Linked DNA regions of Sus scrofa: region 1 is linked to region 2. The links are chromatin contacts, called in public promoter capture Hi-C maps. All regions are on one chromosome and are shown on one strand. The core of a region is the stretch at or near the end of the contact, and the rest is flanking DNA. Distances in the headings are between cores, read along the strand shown. Region 1 holds the start of TSTA3 (GDP-L-fucose synthase). Region 2 holds the start of SHARPIN (sharpin).

Evidence for each region. Promoter capture Hi-C pulls out the DNA fragments that hold promoters and counts their contacts.
Region 1: a contact with region 2 is called in a promoter capture Hi-C map of liver, with 6 times the contacts expected there. The contact joins the promoter of TSTA3 here to the promoter of SHARPIN in region 2. A contact is called at or near these places in 2 of 5 promoter capture datasets (fetal skeletal muscle and liver), 1 of 47 Hi-C or Micro-C datasets (omental adipose tissue) and 1 of 2 datasets of contacts at active chromatin or transcription factors (alveolar macrophages).

What each region holds. Positions count from the first base shown.
Region 1 is chr4:949,451-953,492 of Sscrofa11.1, reverse strand. It overlaps TSTA3 (GDP-L-fucose synthase), which reads right to left and starts at 2,546. Exons shown (of 11, transcript XM_021090527.1): 1 at 2,382-2,546; 2 at 1,267-1,423; 3 at 839-953. The coding sequence starts at 1,412. ZNF623 (zinc finger protein 623) reads left to right here and starts at 2,583. Exons shown (of 2, transcript XM_021090510.1): 1 at 2,583-2,748. LOC102165528 (a long non-coding RNA gene) reads right to left here. Exons shown (of 6, transcript XR_002343676.1): 6 at 3,633-3,852.
Region 2 is chr4:597,999-602,049 of Sscrofa11.1, reverse strand. It overlaps SHARPIN (sharpin), which reads right to left and starts at 1,352. Exons shown (of 9, transcript XM_003125446.6): 1 at 772-1,352; 2 at 318-492. The coding sequence starts at 969. It overlaps MAF1 (repressor of RNA polymerase III transcription MAF1 homolog), which reads left to right and starts at 1,530. Exons shown (of 8, transcript XM_003125444.4): 1 at 1,530-1,950; 2 at 2,708-2,834; 3 at 2,935-3,063; 4 at 3,140-3,305; 5 at 3,426-3,547; 6 at 3,629-3,748; 7 at 3,889-4,026. The coding sequence starts at 2,752.

The DNA.
Region 1 (4,042 bases), core at 1,297-3,796, 350 kb before region 2:
GTCCTGGCAGGCAGCTCTACCTACACGGCTGTAAGAGGGTCCACGCTTGCCTCCCCTGAGGCTGGGGGAGGGCCCGGAGGAAAGGCCCCTACAACTCAGGGCTGACCCTCTGCTCCCACCCCCCAGCTTCCCCGGCTCTGCTGCCCAGGAGCAGTGAACCTTAGCCAGCCACACCCCTCCGACGACCGCACTCCCCCTTCCAGGGACCTGAGCTGGCCAGGGTACCTGGGTGGCCAGACAGCCTTCTGGGAAGGCTGGCACTAAGACAAGGAGGGCCCTGTGGTGACTGGGGCCCCAGTCCTGATGCAGGGCCGAACCACACCAAAGGTCAGAGGCGGAGGTGCTGGGGCCAACTGTCGGGGCAAAGCCAGGTGAGGGCAAGGCCGTGGGCAGAGCCCAGCTCTCCGTCAGCCCCTGCCCCACACGTCCAAGCCCTCAGGGCACATGCTGCAGACCCAGAGACCAGCTCACACCTCTGCACCCTGGGGTGCACCACGGGCCTGGCTCAGTCACGGGCTGGACTGCTGGGGAGCAGGAGGGTCTGCAGGCACAGGAGCCAGCGCCAGCCACACGTGAACGCTGGTTTCTCTCAGCTTCCCCATCCCCAGGTCAGCTTTCTGGCTTTCCTATTGGGCCAAATGCCCCCAGGCCCTCTGGGTGCCCCTCTGCCTAGAGACCAAGAGTGGGTCACTGGGGGCCCCTCGGGGGCTGCCCCACCCAGCTGTGCCAGGTCCTGACCCTCAGGGGTGTCCCCAGGACTGTGGCATGGACATTTGGCCAGGAAGTTCCCAGAATCCCAGGTCCTGGCTCCCAGTGTTCACTGGAGCCCCTCGCTTACCCAGAAGTCCAAATTGTATTTCATGTTCCGGAAGAGGCCCCCCACCATGGCAGCAAGATGGATGACGTGTGTGGGCTGGACCTTTTCAAACAGTGCCCGGGTCTGTGCAGCATTCCTGGGGGGAGCCAGGCCGTCAGGGGCCACTTGGAGGCCCAAGGGAATGAGCATCCTGGCTCAAGGCATTGGGGGCATGAGCCAGGCAGGGCCAATAGTGGGAGCGGCTGCCAAACGGGAGAGCGGCCAGGTCAGGCCCTTACTGGTGTGCGGGTGTGGGCCTCCAGGAAGTTTGCTCAGAAACAAAGCTGCACACACCCAGGCCAGGTTGGCCACCTGGCAGGGAGGGCCCGGACGTGAGGCTCCCGGGCCCGGCCTGGAGCCCTCAGGCTGCAGTGGGCTTGGAGGGGTGCTTCGGGGACGAGCCCACTCACGTGAGGTCGGCATCCTTGGAGGAGACAAACACCCAGTCCTCTCCGGGCAGCCTGGCTCCATCTGCTACCACCTTCTGGATGGCTCTGCCCACCAGCCCGGAGCCCCCAGTCACTAGGATCCGCGTGGACCTCTGGGGCTCGCCCATGCTGGCTGCACCTGTAGGGCCAAATGGTGTGAGGCTGAGGCCATCATGCTCCCACCCAACAGGACCCACTCCCCCTGGACGCCCTGCCTGGGGACACTGCCCTCAGCGCTGGGCCCCGCTATGACTTCCCAGGGCTGGCCTGAGACTCCCTGGGGCGAGTGGCACCAACTGAAGTCACCAGGGAAGGGACACTGCCTGCTAGGGACTAAACAGACCCAGCTAGCCTGAGTCATTCCCTCCTCCCAGCCCAGATCCCCAGAGAGCCCTCTGCCTAGAGCTGCACCAGGGGCCCTGGGGCTACCGTCCAGCTAGGAGAGCCAGCCTCTGCCCTCCAAGCCCAATGCTGACCTTCACTGGGCCAAGAAAAGGAACATCCGGCTCCCTCCTGGCTGACAAGGTGGGGGGGCAGCCAACCTTGGGGCTGGGGGCTCCTGGCCTAGGCATTCTGCTCCCAACCTCCACTCACATATTCTAGACCGGGTAGAAGCGGCGCCCAGCCGGGGAAGGCTGGTCCGAGAGAGCCTTCAAGGGCCTGGTTCCTTGTGGACAAGTCACGCTTCTAACTCAGAAGTGGACAGACCTCAGGGCGCAACCACCTCTGAGGACTCTATCCTGGGGGCTGGAAATCTGCTCAGGCCCCTACTGTACAGCTCTGACCCCAGTGCAGGGGCCCGCGGGCATCCCCGACCAGAAGGCAGTCCAACAGCAGGCCCGCAGGTAGACCCCACCACATACTGCAGGAGCTTCCCACGCCCCCGGATCCCCTCCTGGGCTCCGGGGGCCCCCTCCACGCCCACCGGCATCTGGCAGCTGGGCCCCCTCCCTCACTCCCAGGCCTCTCTCAGCCCTGGCTCCGGCCACCCCTCGGGCACCCCTCAGGCCTCTCGGCGGTCAGGGGCACCCAAGGCCCAGGCGCCGGCTCGCCACGCCACACCCTCGGGGTCCCCTTGGTACCCCGCGCCACCTCACCTGCACCCTTCCCCACCTTCCCCTGGCCGGGAGAGCGGCTTCCGGCGCGGGCCGACTCTCCAGCCACGCGGCGGGACCGGGGAGGGGGCGGGACCAGGGGGCGCCCTCCTGCGGTCCTCTGGTAAATGGAGTCCTCGGAAGGCGCCCCGGGCGCTGCTGGGAAGTGGAGTCCAGGGCCGCGCAGCATCCTGGGAAGTGTAGTTCTCGCCGGCTCCGTGCGTCCCCGACCCCTCCCCACGCGGACCCGGACTTCGCCTTCACACAGCGGAGGCTCGGGAACGGAGGGGGCGATGGCAGGGCGGAGAAGCCGCACATCTCTGAAACGCCGCGGGCTGTCGGGGAGGAGTAGCGGCAGAGCCAACAACCGGTAAGAATGCGGGAGCTTCGACTCCTCATTGCTTTCCTAGGTCAAAAACCGCGTGTTTGTGAGAAGCAGTTGCAACTCTGATACTCTACCGGAGGACATTAAAAAGACAAAACATACTCCATGGAGTTCCCGTGGTGGCTCAGCCCTAAGGACCCCGACTAATGTCCATGAGGATTCGGGTTGATCCCTGGCCTTGCTCAGTGAGCTGAGCTGTGGTGTGGGTCGAAGATGCCGCTCGGACCCCCTGTTGCTGCGGCTGTGGTGTAGGTCAGCAGCTGCTCCCATTCTACCCTAGCCTGGGAACTTCCATGTGCCGCAACTGCAGCCCCCCCCCCCCAAAAAAGGAAAAAAAGAACACGAGACTTTCCTCCCTAAAGTGAGCCTCATGTAGTCGGTTTTGAAAGCTTAAGAACCAAATTGAGGTTTCACTGATGAAGAAGAAATTCGACCTCAGGACAGGAGCGCTGAAGTTCTCAGGTGGCAGGAGGTGATAGGATCTGGTGTTGTCACTGCCGCATTTCTGCACGGATTTGACCCCTGGCCAGAGAACTTTCATATTCTGCAGGTGCTGCCAGGAAGAAAAAAAAAAAATAGTAAAGGGAATCAAACAGGAGTTCCCTTCCTGGCTTAGCACTTAACAAACCTGGCTAGGATCCACAAGGATGCGGGTTCGATCCATGGCCTCGATCAGTGGGTTAAGGATCCAGCGTTGCTGTGAGCCGAGGGGTAGGTCGCAGACTCAGCTTGGTTCCCACGTTGCTGTGGCTGTGGTGTGGGCTGGCAGCTGCAGCTCCATTTCGACCTCTAGCCTGGGAACCTCCATATGCCACAGGTGCGGCCCTAAGAGGGAAAAAAAAAAAAAAAAAAGGAATCAAGCAGCACAGTAAGGATTATACACTATGCTTAAATGGGATTTATTTCTAAAATTCAAGAGATGGTCCAATATTCAAAAGAATAAATGTAGGAATTCCTGCTGTGGTACAGTGGGATCAGCGGCATCTTGGCAGCGCTGGGACGAAGGTTTAATGGCTGGTCCTGCACAGTGGGTTAAGGATCCCACTTAGGTTGAAACTGCAGCTTGCATCTGATCTCTGGGCCAGGAAGCTTAGGGGTGGCCAAAAATGAAAAGAAAAATCAATGTAATACACCACATTAATAGAACAAAGGAAAAAATACACTATCATTCTATTTTATTTATTTATTTATTTATTTTTGTCTTTTTGCCATTTCTTGGGCTGCTCCTGCGGCATATGGAGTTCCCAGCAAGGGGTCGAATCGGAGCTGTAGCCACCGG
Region 2 (4,051 bases), core at 103-2,602:
TTAGGTAGCTTGAATCGCGGCTGTCACTCTACTGCTGAATAGCTTCCCATTGCTTCTGACAGTCTAGCTCCTCACCCAGGTCCCGAGGGCCCGCCTGCTCTGCCCTCTGCACTTGCCTGGGACCCCAAGCGCCAGCTCTTTACTTTCTCCCTCCTGGGTATCTCCCCAGAACCTCAGCAGTGGGTAAGGAGTGTCTAGCTTTCCCACTAATCACTAAGTCCCCTACCCAGGCCTGGGGGACTGGGCTACTGCGATTTTCTCCTAGCACTGACACAGTCTCTGGCCAATCAAATGAATCTTCGATCCAGGGCACTGACCATTCTGTCCTTCCATGGTGGCACTGCGGACCAGGGCTGCCCACCGCTGAGCTTCCTGCGGATCCGTGAAGTGCAGGCCGAGGGTCCCAGGCCCTCCTGGTGGAGGCTGCAGCTCATGCTGGCTGGGGCCTCGGACGTTGTAGTAAACTGACTCCAAGGGCCACTCCAAACCTACCTGAGGAGGGGGAGAGTCCGGGCTCAGTGCCTCGCCCCCAGCGCACACTGCAAGATGATCAAAAGAACACGAGGTAACGTGTGTAGACCACTGACACTGCCCTAAGCCCTTTACTCGTATTATCTTATGAAACCTCCTCAGTCGTCCTATGAAGGGAGGTACCAGCGTTACCTCCAGTCTACGGGCGAGTAAACAGAAGCAAGGAAAAAAACCGCTCCCGGGCGCTGCTGGCGAACGGAAGGACCTGGCCCCCGCGGCTCCGCGGCTGCTCCCACTCACCGCCCCGTGTCCCGCGCCCAGCAGCTCCAGCCGGAAGCGCCCCGGTCGCTCGGGGTCCGCGCTCAGCTGCAGCCTCCGCAGCTGCGCCTCGGCGTCCGGCCCCGCGCCCAGCGGCCTCACCGCGGCGTGCACGGCCAAGAGCACCGCCGGCGAGCCCGGGTCCGAGGAGGCGGCCGCGCCGCCCGCTGGAGGCGCCATCTCCGGTCCGACCTCGGCCCGGCCCCCTGAGCCCGCTTCCGTGGCCTCGGGGGGCCGAGCGCCTCCGCCGGCCGGAAACTGGAGCCGCGAGCCTGGGGTTCCGGGCGCCGCCAAAGCGTCGGAGCCCGACCCGCCCGCTTCGCCCAGGAAGGACACGGCCGAGGGTCTCCGGATTCGGGAGGGCGAGACTGGGCCTGGAGGCCCGTACCCGGGGCAAAGTGTCAAGGATGAAAACACTGGCCACGACTGGAAGGCCCCAAAGGGTCGGGCGGGGACTGCAGCACAGAGGTCCGCGTCTGGCTGAAGCCAGACACCGCTCCCAGGCCCCTTCTAGCCGACCTCCAGCCGCGGGCCCCGCCTCCCGGTCCTGCCCACACCTCACTAGTCCGCAAGCTCCTCCTGGGAACCCCGGCAGCCACCTGGGGCGGAGCCGGCGGGGGTCGTGGCCAATGAGCGCCAGCGGGGAAGGCGTGTTCGCACGGCGGAGAGGATGATGGACAGGCGCCACAGCCAGTAGGAGCATAAGACAGGACTGAGCGGCGGGTAAACCCCCGAATGGCTGTGCGAGCTCCCGATCCCGGCGGCTGGAGCGGGCCATTCAGACGCGTGGGGCCGGACCTGGCGGACGCTTGTTGTTGTCCGGCCCGGGGAGGCAGAGGTCGTTCGCTCGCCTGCTCAGGCCTTCTGTGGCGGTCGGCGGGCAGGTCGGTCGCGATAGTCGGGCGCCGTACAGGGGCGTGGCTATGTCGCGGTGGCAGCCCGGATGGGCCGGCAGGGCCGGGAGTAACGGGACGTCGCCGCGGAGCTTCTTCCCCCGGATACAGTGCGGCCCGAGAGGAGGCCGCGGCGCCGCCCTCCGGTCCTGAGGAGCTCGCGCTGTCCGGGGCCCGCACCGCCTTCTCACCCGCACCGACGCCTATCGACCTGCCCTGTCTGGCCCGGTCCGACCCGGCCCAACCGGATTGAGCGCAGCGCAAGCAGGTAGGCGAACGCCCCTGTGCCCGGCGCCGACTCGGCGGCTCCGGAACTACAGCCCCCAGCAGGCTTTGCGTTGGCGCGCGTGCGTGCGTCTCGAGGCGCACGGCTTCCTGGGATTTGTAGTTCGCGTGGCTAGACTGGGGTTCCCCTTAGACCCGGCCGACCCGGGAGCGCCCTAGCGGCCCCGCTGACAAGCCCTTGGGGGGTCGTGGGGCCTCCCTCTGCTCCCCGGCGTCCTTGGGGAGTGAAGCAGGAACTCATGGGTTTTTCTCTCCCCCTTTGCTAGAAGGCAGCCTGTAGAATAGGGAAGAGCGCCGCACCCAGGTGGCCCGCAGGGCCGAGCCCCTGGTCTCCTGGTTCCGAACCGGCTGCGGGTTCTTTACCTGGCTGAGGAGCTTGGCTGGAGGAGTCTCGTTCCTTCGCAGGCTCACAGTGCCCCCCTTGGTGGGCGGGGCTCTTCAGTTCGAACGGGGAGTCTTGGAGCAGACACTAAACCAGCATCCCCAGGGTGCACAGGATCCCCCATTGGTCCCCCAGCCTGGCCCAAGAACTCCTGTGAAGTGCAGGAGGTGTGGCTGCGGTGGGCCTGGACTTGCCAGTCTCAGTGAAAGGGCATCTGTTCCCTCCACCAGTGCTGAAGGCTTGGGAGCAGGCTGCAGGAGGAACCCAGCTTGTTTATGGTGGTGCCACTCAGTGGGAGGAGGGCCCGAAGGTGGAGCCTCAAGGGCCAGATACCCACAGACTGACCTTCCATCCCCAGGCAGCACGAGCCCCCCGAAGCACAGGACCCTCCGCCCCAAGGACATGAAGCTGTTGGAGAACTCCAGCTTCGAGGCCATCAACTCGCAGCTGACCGTGGAGACGGGAGATGCCCACATCATTGGCAGGTGAGGCCGGGGCCCGGGGCTGGCGTTGCAGAGCTCATGCCGCGCTGGCTCTGACCTGACCTGGGGGTGGCGTCCTCTATGGTCCCGCCTGCATCTCCAGGATCGAGAGCTACTCCTGTAAGATGGCGGGAGACGACAAGCACATGTTCAAGCAGTTCTGCCAGGAGGGCCAGCCGCACGTGCTGGAGGCCCTGTCCCCACCCCAGACCTCGGGCCTCAGCCCCAGCAGGTGAGAGGGGGCAGGGCCTGCCCACGGGGCACTGCGGCGTGCAGGACAGCGCCGGCTGACGCTTCTCTCCGTGCAGACTGAGCAAGAGCCAGGGTGGCGAGGATGAGAGCCCCCTCAGTGACAAATGCAGCCGCAAGACCCTCTTCTACCTGATCACCACGCTCAATGAGTCTTTCCGGCCAGACTACGACTTCAGCGCCGCCCGGAGCCACGAGTTCAGCAGGGAGCCCAGCCTCAGCTGGGTGAGGGCCGGGTAGGGGAGGGACCCGCAGGCCCCCAGCCGTCCCGCGTGCCCTCCCCCACTGAGTGTGGCCCTGCCCAGTCCACACCTGCTCTCCCAGCCCCACCTGTGACCGTCGTAGGTGGTGAACGCGGTCAACTGCAGCCTGTTCTCCGCCGTGCGGGAGGACTTCAGGGCCCTGAAGCCACAGCTGTGGAACGCCGTGGATGAGGAGATCTGCTTGGCCGAGTGCGACATCTACAGGTGGGCTGGCATCCCTGCAGGTGGGCCCTGGGTCTGGGCGGCACTTGGGACCTCATACCACGTCTCGCTCCGCACCCCCAGCTACAACCCAGACTTAGACTCAGATCCCTTCGGGGAAGACGGCAGCCTCTGGTCCTTCAACTACTTCTTCTACAACAAGCGGCTGAAACGCATTGTTTTCTTCAGCTGCCGCTCTATCAGGTCGGTCGGCACCTGTCACCTCCCTGCCCCCACCTGTGGTCTGGCCCAGCTTGGCTCCCCCATTCCTGACTTGGCTCTCCCTGGGGTCAGCAGCAGGCTGGAGGGCACGGGTCTTAAGACTGCTTCCCCTGCTCCCCCAGTGGGTCCACCTACACCCCCTCGGAGGCCGGCAATGAGCTGGACATGGAGCTCGGGGAGGAGGAGGAGGAGGAGGAGGAGGAGAGCGGCGGTGGAGGCAGCGAGGGCGGCCCCGAGGAGACCAGCACCATGGAGGACAGGTGTGTGGCGGCCGCGCTGCCCGCT